Linked DNA regions of Mus musculus: regions 1, 2, 3 and 5 are each linked to region 4. The links are chromatin contacts, called in public HiChIP or PLAC-seq and promoter capture Hi-C maps. All regions are on one chromosome and are shown on one strand. Each heading gives the region's core, a stretch centred on a gene start, on an enhancer-like site or on the middle of the called end of the contact. The rest is flanking DNA. Distances are from core to core; before and after follow the strand shown.

Evidence for each region. Promoter capture Hi-C pulls out the DNA fragments that hold promoters and counts their contacts. HiChIP or PLAC-seq counts read pairs in DNA pulled down with a chosen protein or histone mark. Capture Hi-C pulls out chosen DNA fragments and counts their contacts.
Region 1: a promoter capture Hi-C map of hippocampal neurons shows a contact between it and region 4, with 4 times the contacts expected there. The contact joins the enhancer-like site here to the promoter of Zcwpw2 in region 4. A contact is called at or near these places in 5 of 39 promoter capture datasets (the 3T3-L1 cell line, the C10 cell line, hippocampal neurons and 2 more), 2 of 484 Hi-C or Micro-C datasets (cortical neurons and nephron progenitors), 5 of 115 datasets of contacts at active chromatin or transcription factors (the SCID.adh cell line, bone marrow-derived dendritic cells, epiblast stem cells and 2 more) and 3 of 9 other capture datasets (embryonic stem cells, liver and pancreatic islet).
Region 2: an H3K27ac HiChIP or PLAC-seq map of T-cell acute lymphoblastic leukemia shows a contact between it and region 4, with 5 times the contacts expected there. The contact joins the enhancer-like site here to the promoter of Zcwpw2 in region 4. A contact is called at or near these places in 2 of 39 promoter capture datasets (the 3T3-L1 cell line and embryonic stem cells), 4 of 484 Hi-C or Micro-C datasets (cerebellum, cortical neurons, embryonic cerebral cortex and 1 more), 15 of 115 datasets of contacts at active chromatin or transcription factors (the 230-238 cell line, DN3 thymocytes, T-cell acute lymphoblastic leukemia and 11 more) and 1 of 9 other capture datasets (embryonic stem cells).
Region 3: a contact with region 4 is called in a promoter capture Hi-C map of liver, with 2.3 times the contacts expected there. The contact joins the promoter of Ctdspl here to the promoter of Zcwpw2 in region 4. A contact is called at or near these places in 2 of 39 promoter capture datasets (cranial neural crest and pre-B cells), 3 of 484 Hi-C or Micro-C datasets (CD4 T cells, pro-B cells and regulatory T cells), 4 of 115 datasets of contacts at active chromatin or transcription factors (astrocytes, embryonic stem cells, pro-B cells and 1 more) and 3 of 9 other capture datasets (adipose tissue, liver and pancreatic islet).
Region 5: a promoter capture Hi-C map of the C10 cell line shows a contact between it and region 4, with 11 times the contacts expected there. The contact joins the enhancer-like site here to the promoter of Zcwpw2 in region 4. A contact is called at or near these places in 3 of 39 promoter capture datasets (the C10 cell line, pre-B cells and stem cell-derived epiblast-like cells), 1 of 15 datasets of contacts at CTCF or cohesin (embryonic stem cells) and 5 of 115 datasets of contacts at active chromatin or transcription factors (DN3 thymocytes, the SCID.adh cell line, embryonic stem cells and 2 more).

Annotation. Positions count from the first base shown.
Region 1 is chr9:118,555,841-118,558,540 of GRCm38.p6, reverse strand. Golga4 (golgi autoantigen, golgin subfamily a, 4) reads right to left here. Exons shown (of 24, transcript NM_018748.3): 15 at 1-2,700. Among named protein-coding and RNA genes, the nearest start is that of Itga9, 50 kb to the left of the region's middle. Within about 2 kb of position 1,435, at least 42 of the 459 cell types and tissues checked have an H3K27ac peak or open chromatin away from gene starts, as enhancers often do. A contact at or near this core is called in cortical neurons, hippocampal neurons and pancreatic islet, where this site is marked.
Region 2 is chr9:118,574,128-118,576,827 of GRCm38.p6, reverse strand. The region is part of intron 22 of Golga4 (golgi autoantigen, golgin subfamily a, 4); the gene reads right to left. Among named protein-coding and RNA genes, the nearest start is that of Itga9, 31 kb to the left of the region's middle. Within about 2 kb of position 1,442, at least 17 of the 459 cell types and tissues checked have an H3K27ac peak or open chromatin away from gene starts, as enhancers often do. A contact at or near this core is called in T-cell acute lymphoblastic leukemia, where this site is marked.
Region 3 is chr9:118,925,048-118,927,819 of GRCm38.p6, reverse strand. Ctdspl (CTD (carboxy-terminal domain, RNA polymerase II, polypeptide A) small phosphatase-like) reads right to left here and starts at 1,284. Exons shown (of 8, transcript NM_133710.3): 1 at 880-1,284. The coding sequence starts at 958.
Region 4 is chr9:118,039,416-118,042,115 of GRCm38.p6, reverse strand. It overlaps Zcwpw2 (zinc finger, CW type with PWWP domain 2), which reads left to right and starts at 1,257. Exons shown (of 9, transcript NM_001378466.1): 1 at 1,257-1,897. Azi2 (5-azacytidine induced gene 2) reads right to left here and starts at 1,594. Exons shown (of 8, transcript NM_013727.4): 1 at 1,158-1,594.
Region 5 is chr9:118,876,281-118,878,980 of GRCm38.p6, reverse strand. Itga9 (integrin alpha 9) reads right to left here. Exons shown (of 28, transcript NM_133721.2): 26 at 1,758-1,859. Among named protein-coding and RNA genes, the nearest start is that of Gm51695, 9.6 kb to the left of the region's middle. Within about 2 kb of position 1,445, at least 24 of the 459 cell types and tissues checked have an H3K27ac peak or open chromatin away from gene starts, as enhancers often do.

The sequences.
Region 1 (2,700 bases), core at 186-2,685, 520 kb before region 4:
GCCCACTGTGCTCAGTGTCCCTCTGCTGGTTGTAATTCTTAAGTGTTTCATTTAGGGACTCAACTTCTTTTTTCCTCTGAGTAACGCAGTCTTCTAATTCAACGACCCTTGCTGTCTGAGTCTTTAACGCAGTCTCTAAGTCACACTCCTTTTTCTCCATCTTGCTCTTCCTGACTTCCATCTCGCCTTTTAAACATTCAAACTTTTTATTCTGCCGATCAAGGTCTTCCTTCAGTAAACATATCTGCTCCTCCTTCTCACGAGCGTCCGTGGCTTTTACGTCTAGCTGTGCCTGCAAGTCTTTAATAGTGCTTTGGTGCTGGGCAAGTCTGGACTGTGCTTTTTTCTTCCACTCTGAGAACTTGTTGGACCAATGATCCACCTGCTCAAGGGCAGACATTTTCTCTTTACTCAGAGCATCGACTTTCAGAGACAGCTCCTGAAGCTGAGCTTGCAGCTGCAGCTCTTGTTCCTCGTGCTGCTTGCTCAGGGCAGAGATGGCTTCGGCCTTGTCACTCGGGCTGATGCTGCTCTCCAGCTGAGCACCGAGATCACTTAACTGCTTGCTAAGACTGGCAATCTCAGACTTCTTCTCCGACAGCTCTTCTCTCAGTAGTGTGACGGCATTGATGTTCTCCGCTAACTCCTTCTTCAGCTGTGTGATGCAGGACTCCTTCTCAGAGGCCGCCTGCCGCTGCTGGCCTCCTTCTTGCTGTAAGGCTTCTTTTTCTGTGAGAAGACCTTCAATGTCAGCCTTCATGGTCTTAATCTGCTTCTCTTTCTCTTCCAGCTGATTGGTAACCTGCTGAAAAGAGCTCTTTAGTGTGCGCTGCTCCTCTGTCAGCTGTGTAAGTTGTGCTTCTAACTCAGAAACCTGGCCCATTCTCCTGAGCAGCGCCTCCCCAACTGTGGCTGTGTGGCGCTGGCATTGGGACAGCCTAGCGAGAATAGCGTCGGCTTTGTCACGGCTGGTGCACACTAGTTCGTTCGTCTTGGCTTCTAACAGAGCTTTGGTTCTCTCACAGCGACTGTCTAGCTGAGATGCTAGCTCCTCAAGCAAGCTTTTGAGGTTCAAGCTCTTGTCCTCCAGGCTCTTCTTGCTGAGCTCATGCAGAGACTTACAGCTCTGGAGCTCCTTCTCCGCAGCCTGCACCTGGCCCGTCAGCTCGGAGACCCTCAGCTGACTCTTGTCTGCCAGCAGTTTCAGCTCAGCCAGCTCTTCTTGAAGGGAAAGCTTTTCACTCAGAGAACAACCCAAATCAGCTTCCAGCTTTTCCACTTGTGACTGCAGCTGAGATTCACGCTCCGAAAGGGAAACGATGACAGCAGACTTCTGCTCCAGCTGTCCCTGCAGGCCAGCTAGTGCCACGTCCTGCCCACTGACCGCCTCTTTCAATCGCGCCACCTCCTTAGTCAGCTCCTCTTTTTCAGACTGGACTATGCGGACCTTCTGCCTCAGCTCTCCCAGCCCCTGCTCCTTCTCCTCCATCTGCTCTGCATGCTTGTCCCGGAGCTCTGCAGCTTGCTGACTCAGCTTCTTTTCCCAGGCCTCTATGACATCATCAAGTTTTCGCTGATGAGCCCCGGTCAGGCTTTCTATCTGCTGCCTCTGGTTCTCCTCCAGTCTCGACACCGTGTCGCTGATTCCAGCTGAGTTAGCCTGTGCCATTTCCAGGATCTGCGCATTGAACTGCTTCTCTTTCTGACTAAGCTCTAGGACAGTATTTTCAAGCTCTTTTTTAAGTTTGGCTTCCTGATCCAACAACTTTTTCTTTGTTTCTTGCATTTCTTTTGCTTTCTGCTTAATTTTTTCCATTCTTTTTTCCTGATTTTTAAATTTGGTTTCATATTCTTCATGCAAAATACTAATGCTCTCTTCTTTAGAAGACAATGTCTGTTTGAGGATCTCGATTTCCTTGGCCTGCTCCTCTCGCATCTGTAAGATGATGTTTTCCTTTTCCATCAGGCTTTGCCGAGCCTGCTCCTTCTCCACAGTACTGTTCTTGAGCTGTGAGTCCTGGAGCTGGGCTAGCGACCTGACCTTCTCCTCCAGCTCACTCCTCTGTCTCTCCAGCTGCTGCACTTGAGCTCTCTGAGCATCTAATTCCTCACACACATGCTTTTTGTGTGTTTCCATCTCCACTACCTGCTTGGTAAGAAGGCTCTTCTCTGTTTCCAGGTCTAACACCTTTTGCTGCATTTGGGCCAGCTGCTCCTCATACGCACCTGCCTGCTCGCGTGCGGCGCTCTGCTCAGAGTGCAAGAGATCTAGTTTGGCCAAGGCCTGCTGGAGCTCCCCGGCAGACTTCTGAAGATGAGCTTCCAGGTCCTGCACCCGGGCCTGCCGCTCTCTCAGGTGCTCGTCCCTCTCGTCCAGCAGAGCCCCCAGCCGACTGAGCTCATCTTTCAGTGCCTTCTCAGCTCTGCGGACGGTTAGTTCTTGTTGCTCACTGATGCTGCCAACCTCACGCTGGTGGTGACGCCGCTGCTCCTCCAGCTCGGCCTCTAAAGCCTGTTTCATTTTATCTGCATCACCTCTTAGGACAGAAAGCTCCTCTGCAAGCTGGTCCCGAGCTCTCAGTGCTTCTGACAGCTCAGAAGAGACAGATTCCAGTTCCATTTGCTTCTTGTCAAGCTTCTCCAAGGTCTTTTCATTCATGTCTTGTATGTGGGCCTGGAAGAGACTCTCCTTCTCCTTCA
Region 2 (2,700 bases), core at 193-2,692, 530 kb before region 4:
TTTGCAGTAACCTACAGGATACATTGCCAAAACAGATGCTCTAGGTAATTAGATACATTGCCAAAACAGATGCTCTAGGTAACTGGGATTAGAGGCTCTAACTAAGTCACATCATATGTCTCGTAGACATGGGCTACTGCATGGACATGAACATGCTCAGAAGTTACTTTTCAAGACATGCAGCATGTCAGCCTAATAGAAATCACATATTAAAGGAACACAGATGTTGTGTTTGGTAGAACACATGATGAATCAAAACATTACACATGGGAGTTTGCAAAACAAGATCATAAACTGTGCAGATCAGAATAAATATACCGTAAGTCAGACTGTCACCCCAAAAGCTCCTGGAAAATTCTCCTCAAAGGTTGAAAACTCCCTATTGTGTATCAAGATGAGATGTGGTTAGGCAGACAGAGAGGAGAGAAGATGTCAACATGAGGTGAGAATGGTAATGAGCTCAGTGCTTACATCTCAGGTCAGGTGGTGCTCTCTCCTGGGGACTCCTAGAGAACATGGTAGAGCATCCCAGAAGAGGGAACCAGTGCCCATGGCTACATGAACTCTGTGTGTAGGCCTGTGTGTTTGGTGGCAGCAGTGGGGCTCTGGGAAAAGTTGTAGGAAAAAAATCAGCACAATATTATCAACCCAAAATTTTGGAACTATATTCATATCACCAGAAAAAATTTAATTAATAACAAAAAGGGAAGAAACTAACATCTTTAAATTCCTATTACCTGTAGAGAGCTGAGGCAGAACAGTGCATATTCCTAACAATAGCTCAACCAGCTCAACTGAGACTGTTTTCAGCTGCAAACCCCACATACAATGACTTTAGTTTCAGACATCTTTCTTGGTTTTGGCTTTGCCATTTTAATGGCTTTAACAATATTTTTAAAATGCCATTTAAAACAACCACATTCTTGGAGGATCTGTGAGGCGTTGACAACACCTCCTTAAATTATATTAACAGACAGAACACAAGCTAGTGTGTTAAACTTGAGTATAGAGATCAGGTATATGTGTCATGAACTGGCAAAAAGAAGTAAGAAGTAGAAACTATTTCAGTATTTTCTTTTTACACAGAGAGGACTTCTTCTGTATTACTATTAAGATTCCCCTCCCCTCCAGGTACCAAAAATCTAAAATTCAAAGGTTCAGTTATATAGAACATTTCCTTATTTTCAGTATCATATGTATCAAAGCTTTCATTCTGAAACCACACAGGCATGTTCAAACATGTTTACAAAGACACAACCGTGAACTGTGACTAGCTGTCTCTTCCCACTTACAGACACCACTAAATGGAAAATCCATCCCTAAGTTCATCAGTGGCCCAGAATCCATACCTGACAACCATAAGGCCTCCAGCTGGCTCTTGCTACACTGTGGAAAGAAATCAGACTGTCTACTCTCCAAACCACATCCTCAGGTCCTAGTTAGTTAGGAAGGCAAAGTTCAAATGAGCCACCTGCTTTAATGAGCAGGCTCTTCAGCTGATGTCTCCTCAGGAGATGCCTCTTCAATGACACTTACAGAGCAAAACGGAAGGTAGACTGGATTTCAGTATCAATGAGGAAGCAGAGGACCAAAGCCCACGAAGAGGAAGAAAGCAGGGCTGAAGTAGCTCCATAAGGTAAGAGCATGTGCACAGAGCATGTGCAGCTCCTCCAAGCACCTGCCTCAGAAAGGATGCTGCAGCCAAAGGAGGTGAAGAGAAGCAGGTGGTGACTCATGGGGACTGCCGATGCAGGCAGGCAGCACAGCGCCAAGTCCTTCCTCCGAAGGCTGCTGGCCACTTCTGAGTTCTTTGTTAAAGCAAGCCACAACAGATGCACCTAAAACCAGCTCTATTCTTGTTGGCCATTTCAGAACTATCTTCTCTGTGATACATACACACAGGTAAAATTCTGGAAGCACTTCAGATCCTCTAGCCTTCCAGACTGTGTGGTCCTAGCTGGGAACTCTTGGGCTTCACAGGTAGAGTTCAGCTGGACCAGACTCCTGGGACTCAGGGAGCTCACACATGGCTTTCTTGGGCCTTCACTTAGCTGCTGCCCACCTTGCACAAGTGCTGAGGACTCCCTATCAAAACCTACTTCTCCCCTTGCTTAGAGCCCAGTCTACCTTGACCCTCCACAAGTGAAGCCTTAAGTCCTTACCCTGCACTCTGCTCCACAGCCTGCTTAACTAAGAACTAGGCACTGTTCAATTCCAGTCAGCAACAGCATTGGCGTCCACATCACTACCTACTATGACAGTCCATATAGCAATGAATGGACAGTAGATTAAGCGTCAGTTTCAAAGTTTACTTGTGAAATGTGATGAAGACTCATAGACTGTTCATCCTTAGCCAGATAATCACAACAAACACAGACAAAGGTGGATGAAGAGCTGGGTCACTGAGGCAGCGGCCTTCCAAGCTGTGACTCAAAGTGAATGAAGGCTCACAGAGGACAAGGTTATATTTGGCTTGGGCTGTGTCTCTCTTCCAGAGGCTCAAACTTGGAAACCACACTTCCCAAGCACTACACTTCCCGGGAGCAACAGGCTGCAGCTAGCATGTTAGACTCAGGAAGGCCACGATCTGTTAGCCACAACACTTGAACCACAACATTAGAGTCTAAAGTGTCTACAGTCCTGAGAGCTCAGCCTTCCACCCAGTACATATGCTCAAAATGTTACCCATCCACCAAGCTG
Region 3 (2,772 bases), core at 35-2,534, 890 kb before region 4:
TAACGCACTAAGCCACTAAGCGTTTGCCAAGTGCTGCGTAGAGCTCCCCCCACCCACAAGAGGCCGGAGATGCCAGGCGGTGGAGTTCCTGACAGGCTGGTTGGTGGCTGGGAGACAAGCTAAAAAGGAAGTGTGCATATGTGCTTGTGTGTATGTGTGTGTGGTGTTGTGGGGACGGCGCTGCTCCTCGCCTCTCTCCTCCACTTGCACAACCAACTAAATATTTTCAAGACATGGCCTCTCTGTGTTATGCACAAACAGGCACAAGCATGTGTGCACTTGTGTACACAGGATCTTGGTCAAAGCCAGATATGCACATACACCCAAACAGCAAAGAGACACAGTACATTCTGACAGTAGGATAGCGTAGGCATACATTCATACACTCTCTCTCTCTCACACAACTCCATCAGGAGTGAACACACACACACACAAGGTCCACACGCTCAGGCTCTGCACACCGATCACCACCTCTCAGTCAGAGGCATACAGACCTCCACATTAAGTCCACAAACTCACAGCCTGTCAGGAACACACACAATCTGCTAAAAGCATTCACGCCCTTATAATCTCTCAGTTGGCCTGCGCGTACACATAGGTGTGCACACAACCTGTCTCACGCACTGCATGCACACTTAAAACAGCTCTGTGCAGTGCACACATCCGATCCCAACTTCTCAGCCGCTCATGCACACTCACACGAGCTCAGCTGGCACAGGCACCCTCCCAGCCTCCCTCTGCTCCAGGCGCACCCCACACCCACGCACCCTCCTGGCCCGGTACACCCCTCCCCCACGCCCGTGCGGGCGCACACCGAGAACTCCGGCGACGCCGGGTGCACTCACGCCCCCCGCGGCAGCTGCCCGTGCCCCTCCTCACCTTTTTCGCCCGCGACGGGCGACCGGGCCTCATCCTCCTTGGGGTTGGTCACCTGGGTGATGATGGCCGGACCGTCCATGGGTGCGCGCCGCGCCGGCCGCCCGCAGGCCCGGCCCCCCGCAGGCTAGGCGCGGGGGGCGCGCGGGGGCGCGGCGTAGGGGGCGCGCAGGGGCGCGGCGCGGTGGGGCGCTCGCCGCCGCCCGGCCCCGCGCTCCGAGAGAGGCGGCCGGGGCCCGCGCCCCAGCTCCCGCCGTCGCCGCCGCCGCTGGGCTGAAGCGGCCGCCGCCTCGTCAGCATGAACCCCGGAGCCGCGCCCGGGAGAGCCGCGCTCGGGGAGGCGGAGCGGGAGGCCCGGCGCCGCGGGAAGCGCGAGCAGGCGACGGAGAGAAGGAGCGAGCGCGGAGCTAGGGCGGGAGGGCGGGAGAGAGGGAGCGCGAGGGGGAGGGAAGGAGGAAAGCGAGGAGGGCGGGCGGGTGGGTGTGTCCCGGCCCGAGGACTGGCCTCCACCGCCGCCGGCGCTGCCCGCCCGCCCGCCGTCCGCCGCCCGCCGGGGAGAGGGGTGCGGGGCCGAGTCGGGGGGCACAGCGTGCGGGGTGTGGTCTGGGGCGGTGGCGCGCGCGTGCGGGGCACAGAGGGCCTCGGGGTAGGTGGGAGGGTGCGGCGGAGCCTGGGAGATAGAGCAAGCTCAGCGATCGAGGTGTGGGCCGCGCGGCGCGGAATGGAAGCGCGGGGAGTGCTCGGCGGAAGCCCGGGGTGCAGCGGGATCGCCGGCTGAGGCCCGGGGAGGTTTATTCACCCCGAGTCCAGGTACCGTGGGAGAAGATTGCAGTCGGTAGTGGGTTCCGGGTGAGGGACGTCCTGACGCTCAAACTGGGAATGGAGGGTTCCGCAGGGGAGCAGGGAGCGAGGCTGCATCGGGGTTCGGGCATAGAGTTGGGGTAATGTAGAGCTAGGCTGTGAGGTGAGCCATAGGGGATGCTGGGCCTGGGGGTGAGGAGGCGATGAGAGGTGCGCGGAGAGTCTGCAGACCGGGCTCACACTGTGTAGTCCGCATAAGCAGCCCGGGCGAGAGTCGGTGTGCAGAACAGTGCGTCCTCGAGGCTAGACCTCTTGGCACATGAGACTGTGGGCACCTCGGCGAGGGGTTCAGCCACTTAAAGACAGAAAAGAGGCTGTAGGTGGCTGATGGAGTGGAAAGGGGCCTGTAGGAGCAGAGCTGGGCCAGGACTCGAGTACATGAGCATCGGGCTGCTGTCAGGTCTGGGGTGACAGCCAAAGCTGGGTGTGAGCAGGTGCCCATCAGCTTCGGAGGGTCTGAGCATTTCGGCACCCGCACGCACCTTCTTGCTCCAACTTGCAGGCCCCACTTGCAGCCCTGTCAACCGGTGGGCGGGGGCAGTGCTGAAGGGGGCGGGCCGCGGGCGCTCGCGCGCGCTCCTCACCAATTACCGCTGTGTGGGCGGAGCTGAAGCTCGTGACTGACAGACGGGCTGGAGAAGACAATCTAACTCCGCCCATTCGCCAGTTTGCGCGCGCACTTGCCCCCTACTCCCCTACCCGCCTCTCCCCGGGTGGCTTTCAAGAGGGGAGGCCTGCTGGGACTTCCTTACTTTTCCACGCCGGTGCGATCCCGGCGCTGGCACCATTCAAGCCGCGTGTTCACCGATGAGCGTCTACAAAGTTGGAAAGAAACTTCCAGAAGCGCCTCTGGTAGACGCGAGCCCGCAGACGGGTGAAATCTATGGAGCCTCACTGTTGGAGACTGCCCCCCCCCCCCGCCCCGAAACAGGAGGGAGGCATGTCTGCAGAGGAGCTGCTGTTTACGAGAATTAGGCAAGAAGTTAACATTTTGTTCCCAAACCCAAGACCTCAAGTGGCATCCTGGTACTGCTG
Region 4 (2,700 bases), core at 8-2,507:
TAGCACTGGCTAGACTGCAACTCAAGACTCCCCAGTGCTGGGATTATTAAAAAAGCATGTGCTACCACCCCCTGACTTGTTCTTAAGAATTCATTAAATCAATGTAAAAAAGCACTAAGATGGGTAAGCACTCTTCAATTTACAGATGAAGTAATTAAACATACAAATTAAGTTGTCAACTTCAGAGCCAGCCTAGCTCTTAGAAATTATAACTGGGTGCCTTGGAGGGTAAGCAAGCCCTGGACTTCAGAAAAGGGGGAAGGAGAAAGTCAGAGTAAGCAGCCTTCTCCTCAAGAGAGGAAGTGGAAAACTCGATGCTTACACATCTGGGCTATCCATCTAATCCACTGGCATTCCCACGACAGCAAGCTGCCTTTTAGACATCAATGAATCTCTCGCATTTACATGAAAACGTCCATTTACAAACCTAGAGCATTCAACACTCTGTAGCCATTCAGCGAATAATTCCAATTGTTTTCCATTTAAGACGATGGAGTGATCACTACAGACAGGGTAAGGAGAACATTTTTTGAGAACTAGAAATGAAACTGTTTTAAGATTTTGTTCAATCCAACTTAAAATTCAAACGGGGGTGGGGTGGCTCTTCTGTACTTAAGGATTAGAGGTCAATTTCAGTCTCAGTATGTCAATGTTTTTGATCATCACATGGTATTTCTGATTTCTAGTAGCTTCCATGGGTATTTTATCTCTCTTTCTGAGTATTCCGAGTTCCTTGCGAGGAGGACCACTGTTAGCCTGCCTTGCAACCCAGCCGGAAAACGGGACTGAAACATGCAAGTTAGACTGATGGTCACTCCCAGACGCCACCGGCACTACCCACGTCCCTCTTTCCCTCTCCGATATAAATGCCACCCCAGTGCAGGAAATAAAACTGAAAGCGTTCCCAGCGAGTCAAGAGCACGGACCGAACTTGAGCAATCCCCGAGCGGGAAGGCAAAAAAAAAAAAAAAAAAAAAAAAAAAAAGCCCGTGGAAGCGGGGCTGTGGGATGGCAGGGACCAGGGATGCTAGACTGGGCCGCTCTGAACAGCAGAAGGGCGCCGGGGACAGAAAGCGAAGTGCGTCTGGCCAGGCGACAGCCACCAGGCCCCTCCTGGCTGTCTCCACCGTCCGGGCGAGCGCGAGCGATCCACTCACCCTGAACCCTGGCTACGTAGGGCGGTCCCCAAGGCCACCGGGTTTCGCTTCCCCAGTGTTTGGAAGCCGGCTGAAAACAAACCGGGTCGCCAGGGGTCACCACGGGCTTCCGGTTTCCTCGAAGACGCCACCGCTTCCCCCGTCAAGGTGGCCGTCACAGGTGCACCGAGGGAGTCCCATGTCTTCCGCCGCGGCTCCCGCAGTCAGGGGCCCTGGAGGTCACAGAGGAACCGAGCAGGGGCGGCCCGGGGCCGCCGGAACAGGCCCGTTACCCAGCAGCACGCGCGTCAACTCCGGGGTCGCCGGCGCCCGCTGCCCCGCTCAGGGGCGGCGAGGCCTAGAGGGTTCTAGAAGGGTCTACGAACGCCCCGCCGCCCACAAAGGTGTCGCCGCTGCGCACAGGCTGGGTGCCAGCGCAGCGCGACGAAACCGGAAGCCGGACCTGAAGACTATATAGGGTGCCGCTAAGTGGCGCTCTAGCGGGGCGGGGCGTACTACAGGTCCCATGAGCCTCTGCGGTAGGGCAGAGGCGCACTACGAGTCCCGTGAGCCTCCGCGGCGGGGCGTACGTACTACCAGTCCCAGTGGTCCCCGCGGCGGGTGAGGTGTCGCGCCCAGCCGCGGGGAGGCGGAGTGGAGCTGAGACAGCGTCGCAGGCTGGCTGCTGTTGGGCTGAGGCGCGCGTTCAGGGCGCCCTCTAGCGCGTCCTTTCCACTCAGCGGCAACTGGGATTCCGTGAGGTGGGTCCGTGCTGCTCAGCTCAGAGGCGCCTGTCACCGTGGTGCTAACCCGAGAGCTGATGCGTGTCTGGGGCCCCTGGAATCCACGCAGGCCCCGTGTTTCGGGTCGCGTGGCGGTCTCCTTGGGTATCTTTTGAAGCAAGGTCGCTCACTGACTTCATGGGGGTTCCGGGATGCTCTTCTGTGTAGCAGGAGAAAAGGAGCCCATGGCCAACTCTTGACTTGTTCTGGCTCTTAGAGTTGTCTCCTCTCTCGGTTATTTCTAGGTGATAATCCTCCGGGTTTGTTTGTTTGTTTGTTTGTTTGTTTTTTGAGGCAGAGTCTTATGCATCCCAGAATGGCCACAAACACACTTGTTTCCACCACCGGGTGAAGAATTTTAGTCATCTATAATTCTCTCTGTCTGTAGTTTGTTAAATCTTCATATTTTTGTACGTTTGTTTTTTAATTTTAAATTTGCGGCAGGGCCTCAAGTAGCCCAGGCTACCCTCAAAGTCTTGAATTTTTTTTTCTCTGACCTCCTGCTTCTGACTCCAAGGTTTTGGGTTTATACATTACCAAGCAATGCGGTGCTGGAGGTTGAACCCGAAGCCTTGTGCATGCTAGAACATTGAACTGTATGGTGAGGCATAGACAAATTAATTGCAATCTTAGGGGGTCACAGACAGAAAAAGGAGCACAAGTTCTAGATTATTTCTGGTTAAGTAATGTGAGAGTCATAGTTATAGTTAATATTTATTTATTGACAACTAAGAACGCTCATGTTTCTTGGCACTATATTATTTTGTCAACTGAAAACTTAA
Region 5 (2,700 bases), core at 196-2,695, 840 kb before region 4:
GTGCCCTCCTTCCCTCCCTTTGGGAGCATGAAAATCAAATCAAAACAAAACAAAACAAAAACCCAACAGCAGCTTCTGGCCACTTGGTGGGGAAAATATCACCACAGCTCTCAAAACAGGAGAGCCAATGACTTGGAGCCCCAGAACACAGTGCTCCACAGCGCCTCCCTGGACGCCAGGGTGCGGCCGCACACCCAGCGCTCTCTCACCACCCGCAACCGCAAGAGGCTTCATCTGCTGCACACGGTTCAACATTTCTAGTGGTGCTTCGGTGTTGATACCATGGTTTATCACAGCATCCTAAACCTCGGGGTTGGGCATGTTTCATCCTATAGTGCCCTTTAACCCATGCCATGACAGTGAACGAAGGCCACCCTTCTCTTCCTTTCCAGGTGAAAGGCTGAGCCAGCTGCCAAGTAGCAGCTCTCTGCCAGAATGCAGAGAGCCAAGAGCCAAGTGCCAACCCCAAATATTTGACCTGCCAGAAAAACTGAGTACGGAGGCCTTGAGTTTCATTCTAGGTAGCTTCTCCACGTGAAGAGCGGTCAGGCCGGACCGCATCCCTGCACCCACTGTGGGATGGCTGACCCCTCGTGAATGCTGCCATCCTAGACTGGCTGATGTTCTCGTGATATTTACTGACATTAGGAACGGGATTGGCATGCCATTGACCCTAGAGCTAACCATTTTGGCTGGACTGGCTGCCCATGAAGCCCCCTGGGATCTATCTGCCTCTCCGCAATTCCCCAGAATTGGGGTTGCCGGCATGGACTGCCACAGATGGTTTCTTCCGTGGGTGCTGGGAACTGAACTCGAATTCATCATCTTTGTCCAGTAAGCACCATAGTCCAGCCTCTCACGTACTAGCATGATGAAGAGGCAGGGTCTCTGTTGCGGTTAGAAAATAAGTTAACAGCCCTTTTCTGTGTATGTACATAATTCTTCTTGAATTCACTTCCTAAGTTTGTTAAAGCAACACAGAATCAATGAGAGAGAGAGAGAAAGAGAGAGAGAGAGAGAGCAAGCAAGCCTCCCCAGAGAGGAGGTAAAAATCCGTGGGAGGGACCAGGAAAGGGCAGCAGGTTTCAGCACAGTCCCTCCGCAGAGCAGCTCATTGGCTGACTTCCCTGTCTACACTCCAGGGACTGAACACAGGAGGGTGTCACACAGTGGATGACCCTTCTTTCCCCAGGAACAAGAAAGGCCTTTCTGTCCAGGCTTTCTCTCACTGGACAGCTAAGCCATGAGGCAGACTGCCCACTCTGAAGCCTGTCGGCTTCAAGGAGGACAAGGGAAGAGGTAGAGAGTGAAAGAGAAGGTTCTAGGTCTTGGCAGCTTGACATGGCCTCTTTAAGACAACCAAGCAGTGGTTTCTTAAGCCCCACTCACACCCACCCCGCCCCAATGCTCAGCCATGAAACAATACAGGCAGGAGAGGTTTTGAGAGAAGGGCTCAAGAGAGATAAAAATAGCCTTGGCCTCAGAGTGGAAATCTAAGGCCTGTTGAGGACGCTTCCAGACAGTTTTTCCTTTGGCCAATCACTGCAAGAAAAGTTTCAAATACCAGAGGAATCCTAAGAACCAAGCTAACGCAACAACAGAGCCACGAGGCCTTCCAGGGGGCCCTGGAAGCTGGGGCAGCCATGGCTTTGGGTCTACCACAAACCCTTCATCTTGGCTTAGAAAGTCTTTCCTCACAGATCCCAGTCCCAGGTCCCTGTCCCCTGAGGAGAGCTGCCCCAGGGCAGCCGACTCACCAGAGTCTCTTCTGGGTTCCCGTTAGCTATCTCCACCACTCTCAGGGCAGGCTCCACCTTCACCTTGGCTCGAGCCATGAACTGGATGACAGAGGAGCTGTCCTGTGGAGGAAATGACACAATTCACCACGAGATGCTTTCAAACGACATTGAGAATGACGTGCCCACGAGGGGGACTATGCCAAGCGGAACTCTCAGGGTTCTGTGAAGAGTCCATGCAGAGCTTATCACTGAACTAGCAGCTTTCCCATCCCTGGTACCCACAGCGCACACACTGCTGCCTTCTCTTGAGAATTCCTTTGGACGGTGGAAGATGCAGAGTGGCAGATACCATTGCATTTTCCAGTAATGAACACATGCACACCCTTGTGCTGTGGTTTCCGAGTGGTGAGGGCTAGATCGCTGGAGGTGGATACTGACATATTGCATATTCACGAAGAGTGGAAGATAAATAACGCTGTTTAATTGTGTGCAACAAATCCCAGCCTGGCATCCCCAGAAGGCATCTGATTCCCATTTTCTAGTCATCTTCTTGCCCAGACCACAGCCCTCAAAACCATGAAAGCTTAGCTATTATTAACTCTTTCTTTGCTCTTGAATGAAGCTGTCTTGGGGCCAAATAGTCAAAGAAGGCATCTGAGGGCACAATGACAGGTCGGGGTAGGGTGGGAGAGACAAACATCTAGTTTATTAATCAGGTCTGAGGGTCAAAGAGGGGGACCTCCTAGCCTCAGGAAGTGGCTGTTGGCAGAAGCCGGTTGAAAGCCTTGCTGTGGGCTCTATTTCAAAGCCACCATCCAGATAACAGGAACGTGGCTCCAAAGTAGAGGTGGAAAAAGAAATTGGAAAAAGATGTGGGTTGGAAAAATTAGGAAAGGCCAGTGTCAGATGGGGCTGTTGCTGATTGTGGAGTGTCCTTGCTGTCCCTGAGGGATGGCTGGGC